Linked DNA regions of Ovis canadensis: region 1 is linked to region 2. A link is a contact called in public Hi-C data. All regions are on one chromosome and are shown on one strand. Each heading gives the region's core, a stretch centred on a gene start, on an enhancer-like site or on the middle of the called end of the contact. The rest is flanking DNA. Distances are from core to core; before and after follow the strand shown. Region 1 holds the start of DPF2 (double PHD fingers 2). Region 2 overlaps POLA2 (DNA polymerase alpha 2, accessory subunit).

Evidence for each region. Hi-C and Micro-C count contacts between places; a contact is called where the count stands out from the background.
Region 1: a contact with region 2 is called in a Hi-C map of fibroblasts, with 5 times the contacts expected there. The contact joins the promoter of DPF2 here to the enhancer-like site in region 2. A contact is called at or near these places in 2 of 2 Hi-C or Micro-C datasets (fibroblasts and lung).

The regions. Positions count from the first base shown.
Region 1 is chr21:59,804,514-59,807,554 of ARS-UI_OviCan_v2, reverse strand. It overlaps DPF2 (double PHD fingers 2), which reads right to left and starts at 1,393. Exons shown (of 11, transcript XM_069566422.1): 1 at 710-1,393. The coding sequence starts at 741.
Region 2 is chr21:59,758,080-59,761,159 of ARS-UI_OviCan_v2, reverse strand. POLA2 (DNA polymerase alpha 2, accessory subunit) reads right to left here. Exons shown (of 19, transcript XM_069566448.1): 7 at 2,337-2,530; 8 at 1,626-1,714; 9 at 35-190. Among named protein-coding and RNA genes, the nearest start is that of POLA2, 13 kb to the right of the region's middle. Within about 2 kb of position 1,304, the one cell type or tissue checked has open chromatin away from gene starts, as enhancers often do. A contact at or near this core is called in fibroblasts, where this site is marked.

The DNA of each region.
Region 1 (3,041 bases), core at 144-2,643, 46 kb before region 2:
CAGTCCAAGAGTATTGCAGAGCGAAGACGGTCGACCCAGATGCCCCTCGGGGCGGCCAGGGCGTCCTGGACTGCGTCCGTCCAGTGCCCACTTTCCGATGGCTGGGACTGGCCGGCGCCAAGCCCCTCTTCCCTGAAGTTCTTTCCCTCTGGATCTTGCTCTTCCACAAATTCTCCCCAGGAATATTTTTGGTCTCGGGTACCTGATACTCAAGGACCACCCCACCCCCGCCCCCGCCCGCCCAGGAACGTCACGGGGCTGTTCAGAACAAAACAGCCCTGAGCGCTTAACGGCGCCAGGGCGGCCGAGCCTGCTCCTCCGGGGCCCGCTGCGGGCAGCCGACGGGGAGGGGCCGGCGGCCAGGCTTCGCGGGGGTCGGCCCCGCTCTCCCGGACGGAGGCGAAGCCGGGACCGTGTGCCGTACGCAACAAGGGCGCCATACTCTGGAAACCTTCCGCCTGAAGGAGCGCCCAGCCCCACAGGGAGGCTGCCCGTCAGGGGCTCCCGTGTGCCCCCCTCAGGGCCTCCACAAGTTTCCAAAGAAGCGCAACGTCTTTCCCGAGTCTCCTGTTGCCCTCCCCTCTAGGAGTCGCAACACGGCCTCTCTGGGCACGTCCCTCTCTCCGCCTCGTCCGTTCCCACACCGCCCCCTGCTTCCAGGTCCCCTACAAGACCTCCCAGGCTAGAAGAGAAAGAAACGGCCACTCACAGCTTCACTACATTTTCCACCACGGCCGCCATCTTCCCGGCTTCTCTCCCTCAGGCCGGGAGGCCCGGAGCCCGCAGCGCGCAGGCGCTGGGACCGCAAAGGGAACCAATTTCCTTGTCCTTCTGCGCAGGCGCCACCGGGGCGCGTGCGCCCGAGAGCGAGCGACGGAGAATGAGCTTCTGGCCGGTTCTCCCCGGCCTGGAAATCCAGGGACGAGTGCGCAGGCGCAATGGAGGCGGGCGCGCGCCCCGAGGCTTCTGCTCCAGTTTTGCCTCATCCGTTTAGTGAGAAGGTAGAAGGGAGAGGATCTGACCAGGTCCATAAATGAGAAGGTGAGAGGTTGGTGAGAACTGGCAAGCCCAGAGGTGGTCTAGATGGAGGTCATGCGTCCTGTTACCTCGCTGACCTTTAACCTCGTGGTTAATAACCCTTTGCCCTCACGTACAGACTCAGGGTTGGTGGGTAGCCGAAGGTAAGAGCAGTGCACACTCCTCTTGGGCTGGCCACTTTAGTGAGAGAAATATTAACTCCAAGAACCTGGCAGATCTTTGGCCTGAATATTTGGGTCTGACAAAAGTTCCCCCACCTTCCTGCCACCAACTTAATTGATCTCCACCTCTTCTCCCCTGCTTCCTACCCCTAAGCTCTTGTCCTCCTCTGAAGAACTTCTCTCCTGCAACTTCCTCTCCTGTACCATTCACTTCTCCTTCACTATTGAATCATGCAAATTCATCTGCAAACATGGCTTAATATCCTCTTTAAAAAATATCAGAGCCCTTCCTTAAGCCCTTTCTGCCTTTATCACCCTCTTTCTTTTCACCCTTTCAGAGCACGTATTCTTGTTTATACTTACTATCCCTGCTGATTTATTTCCAAGTGTCTCTCTGCCCAGTTTAATGGGGATTTTGTTCTCATCAGTTCATTGAAACATCTAACAAAGACACCACGATCTCCATTTCAACAGATTTCGAGATCTCCCTGTCTTTATCAGCCTATCAGCCCTCATGACAACACTGGCCAGTCACTTCTTTTTCAAACTCATCTCTGAGACACACACTGTCCTGGCTGGCTGCCTATCACACTGCCAGCTCCTTCAGCTTCTTTTACTGGCTCTCTGTCCTCACATCTACCTAGACCCGTCAGAGTCCCCAGGGCTTGGTCTTTGATCCTGGTAATATGCCGTATTTCATCAATTCTAAGATGCACATATTCTCTGCCCTCCCCCCATTTTAGTATTTCGGAATCAGGACACATCTTACCATCATTGTGCCTTAAAATCAGGTTTGGCAGATGAGAGTTGAGTGGTATTTGTCATTGTTTACCCTGCACCAAATTTGCAGAATAGATGTCAGCAGCTTGGAAGGAAAACCTAGGGACAATACTGTTGCACTCTTGTTCCCCAAATGATTGTGGGAATCAAAGGTGATACCAAAAGAATTCAAAAGTATGTGTTTCAGCATGAATGTGAAAAGTAGAAGTGTTAGTTGGTCAGTTGTGTTCGACTCTGCGACCCCATGGACTGTAGCCCATCTGGCTCCTCTGCCCATGGAATTCTCCAGACAAGGACACTGGAGTGGGTAGCCATTCCCTCCTAAAGGGATCTTCCCAACTCAGGGATCAAACCCCAGTCTCGTGCATTGCAGGCAGATTCTTTACTGTCTGAACCACCAGGGAAGCTCCCAGCCCCACATTCATATGTTTAAGTCCTACCCACTAAGTCTGATAATATTTGGAGGTGGGATCTTTCAGAGGTAATTAAGTTTAGATGCAATCTGAGGGTGGAGTTCTCATGGTGGAATTAGTGCCCTCATTAGAAGAAGCAGCTGGAGATCTATCTGTGAGGAAAGGCCATGTGAGGACCCAGCAAGAAAGCAGATGTCCACAAGCTAGGAAGTGGACTTCCACCAGGAACCAAATTTGCTGGCACCTTGATCTTGGATTTCCCAGCCTCCAGAATTGTGAGAAATAAATATCTGTTGTCTATGGTACTTTGTTACAACATCCTGAGCTAAGACAGTGTGTGAGCACTGAAGCTGAACACACACATACCCTCTGACCCAGCAATTCTATTCATGCATGCATATATGGAAAACCATGTGTAAGAATGATCACAATAGCATTAATTGTATTAGGCCCAAACTAGAACATTCCAAATGCCCATAGCACTAGAGTGGATTAAGCAACATGGTAAAGAACAAACTTGCTACACAACAACGTGAGTGAATCTCAAAAACGTAATATTTGAAAAAAAAGAAGCCAATTTCCAAAGAGGACATATTGTGTGATTCCATTTATATCAAATTAAATAATCATACATGCTAAACTATGGAGG
Region 2 (3,080 bases), core at 55-2,554:
CGCACCCAGAGGGGAGACACGCCCCTGATCTCACCTGTCCAGGAAATAGAGAATATTCTTTGAGCTCAGATAGATCCACTGGAATCTGAGTGCCTGAGGAATGTTCCAGATCTCCCTCCAGAATCACCGACTTGTGGTTCAGCTTCCCGTTGCTGTCACAGCCGATCTGGCCTAGCAGGGTAACGGGCTCCTACCGAGACACACAGGAGAACAACAGTCTTTGGGACACAGGAGCTTAAAATCTGGTCTGCACGATGGAGAGCAAAACAGACATCGAACAACAGCACTCATGTTCTGGGCGGCGGATCACTTTGAGCCCGAGATGACCACAAGTATCATCACTGGCTCCCGGGGTGAAAGGACCCTTAAAGGGCATCTAGCCTGCCCACCATCTAATGCCTCAGTCCCTCTAAGTGGCTGTCTGACACAGCATCTCCAGTGAAGGGGAACTTGCCCCCAAGCCCACTGTCCCCACCAGCAGCCCACTCACCACATCTCTCTCTCTCTTTTTTTAAGTTCCAGCAGCTTATCGCTACCAACCCATCCATCTCCCTCCACCTTCCTCAGGCATGCGTGCTCAGTCATGTAAACCCATGGACTGCAGCCCGCCAGGCTCCTCCGTCCATGGACTTTTCCAGGCAAGAATACTGGAGTGGGTTGCCATTTCTTTCTTCACACATCTCCTGAATAACTGTTAATGACAGCTCTGGTTTACTGGGCTCACTAAACACCAGGCACCGTTCTAAAGGCTTACATGTATCAACTCACTTAACTCTCACAATAACCGTGAGGTGGATATTATTATTGCATCCATACTAGAGATGAGAAAAACCAGCAGCAGAAAGGTTAGATAATTTAATCAAGGTCAAACAGTGGGCAAAGTGTGGGTTTGAAGCCCAGATGTTTGGCTCCAGGGCCATATCCTTTAACCACACACCATACCGCCTTGTAACAGGAAGTTCTTCATTAAACTGAGCTGAAATTCCTCTCTCGGTGGCTTCCTCTATCCTGTTCTCACTCCCGGGGGCAAACCGAGGAAGTCTAATCTTTCCCCAAGAGATCGTACAACCCAGCCTCCCCTCCACTATTTCCTCCCAACTCCCCCAAATCTTCCTTATATGACATGGTTTTGCATATCTTCCCCAGCTGGCCATTCTCCTCTGAATGCAAATATGTGACAGAGGCCCCGTAAAGAAACTCTGAGAACACATCTCCCCTTAAAGTACACGCTAGAGAGAAAGCACTGTGCACGAGCCAGATTAAACTATGACGCAGACGCTGTTCATAGTACTTGATCCCTGATGACAGAGACCAAAGAAGGGGAAAGACCATGAGTCACTGTTTCTGGAAATCCTCACTTTGCTGCTGTTCTCATATCCTGACACTTGAATGCTTAAGGCCCTCAATCTTGTTTACATGCAAGACTCTAACTCAAGCGCAAAGAAAACGACTTAATCTGGTCACAAAACCAGGCAGCACTTACAACCCATTTTACCAAATTCATCCAAGGTAGATGTTCTAACTAGAAGGTAGACAGTTAGTGAAAAGGAAGCCAGAGGCTGACTTTTCATCATTGATTTAATAAAACAATATCCATCAGAAAAGACTATTAGAACAACTCTTACCTGTGCTGGGACTAGAATGGGAGCAAAAGCCTCAATCTTGTAATGTTCCTTGAGTTCACTGCCAAGTTCTTCTATCTTACAGGTCAGAACTGAAATCCCAGAGGGAAAAAGCATGTTTAAGACATTTTACTTGCCAAGCAGAGAAAACATAGCACCTTGTAAAACATTAAAGTCAGTCATTTTACAGAAGCAGGCAGGCAGCCGAGGACACCAGCCGGTCTGTAAGTTTCTCAAGCCCGAGCCAATTGCCCGATATTTGGTTGCTGAACCCGGCCTTCCATTTGGCCATGGTGGGGGGAGGGAGGGGGTCACGGATGAGGTCACAGTCCCAAGGTCAGCCTGGCTCCCTCCCCACCCTCCCTCTTACTCAGGTGGTCAGGGGGGTTTCAGGGAAGCCAAGAACAACCCGAAGAGCCTTCCAGTCTTTCCAAGGAAGAAGCCATAAATGTCTCCGCTTCCTTTAACACTGTAATTGGCTTCCTTTACACAGTTCAAGCGGCTGTTACTGGGAAATGGTTATGTGCTTTTTCTTAGCAAAGTGATTGTGATTCGGGAGAATTATTGAGAGTGGTCATCTTATATCTGTTTCCTAATAGGGGTGCCCAGAGGACATCTATCAATCAAAGGCAACCTTGAACTTGTTCTACCAGCCTAGCTGATACTTTGTTACTGATTCAAGCCCTTCCAGGTGTCAAAGGGAAAAACAAATACCTTCTCGAATGTCTGGGAGCTTCTGAAACATGTATTTGTAGCTCCGGGTGAGCGGCTCTGGATGTCCCAAGACCTTCAGGCTGAGGTGACTAGTTCCTCCACTCCCGGACCAAGACACGCCCTGTGCCGAGCCAAAGGAGGTAACCACTTCTCCCCGGTTACTTCTTGAGCTGTATTTCTGAGGGGGAGTAGCACTGATTGGAAGCAAAAGACATCAACGTTACCGCGTTCATATCTAAAAGGAGAGAGGAGTCTAAGATGAGGCTACCTCTTGGAAATTTGGGATTGGAGGCATGCCAGCCTGGCCTCACATTTTATAAATCTAATCAGCTTAATGGGGTTGGACATTCTGGACCTTTAAGGAATTTCAGGAATGAGGGGGGTTGAGGAATACCAAACGTGTTTAGAAAAGCTTAGACACAGAGACGCAGTTTAAAAGGTCTTCCCCTGGCTTAAAACTAACAAAGTAAAAGAAAACCCAAACTCTGAATTGATTAAAGAGCCAGTTTCGAGTACTATTTTCTTTCTTATGAATTTTTAGCACTTGTTAGAATATCATCGGAGCCTGGAACTGTGGATAAGTCAAAAGCTGCTCTGTGTACACATAACCCCTCATGATATAGTTCAAGGCAGAAACAGTAACAAAATGAAGTTAAATGAAAGGGAATCAGCTTTCCCCAGGATCTCTGGAGGTGGACAGGTAATGAATTCTGTCAGCTAGTGAACAAACACTCCCATTCTCCA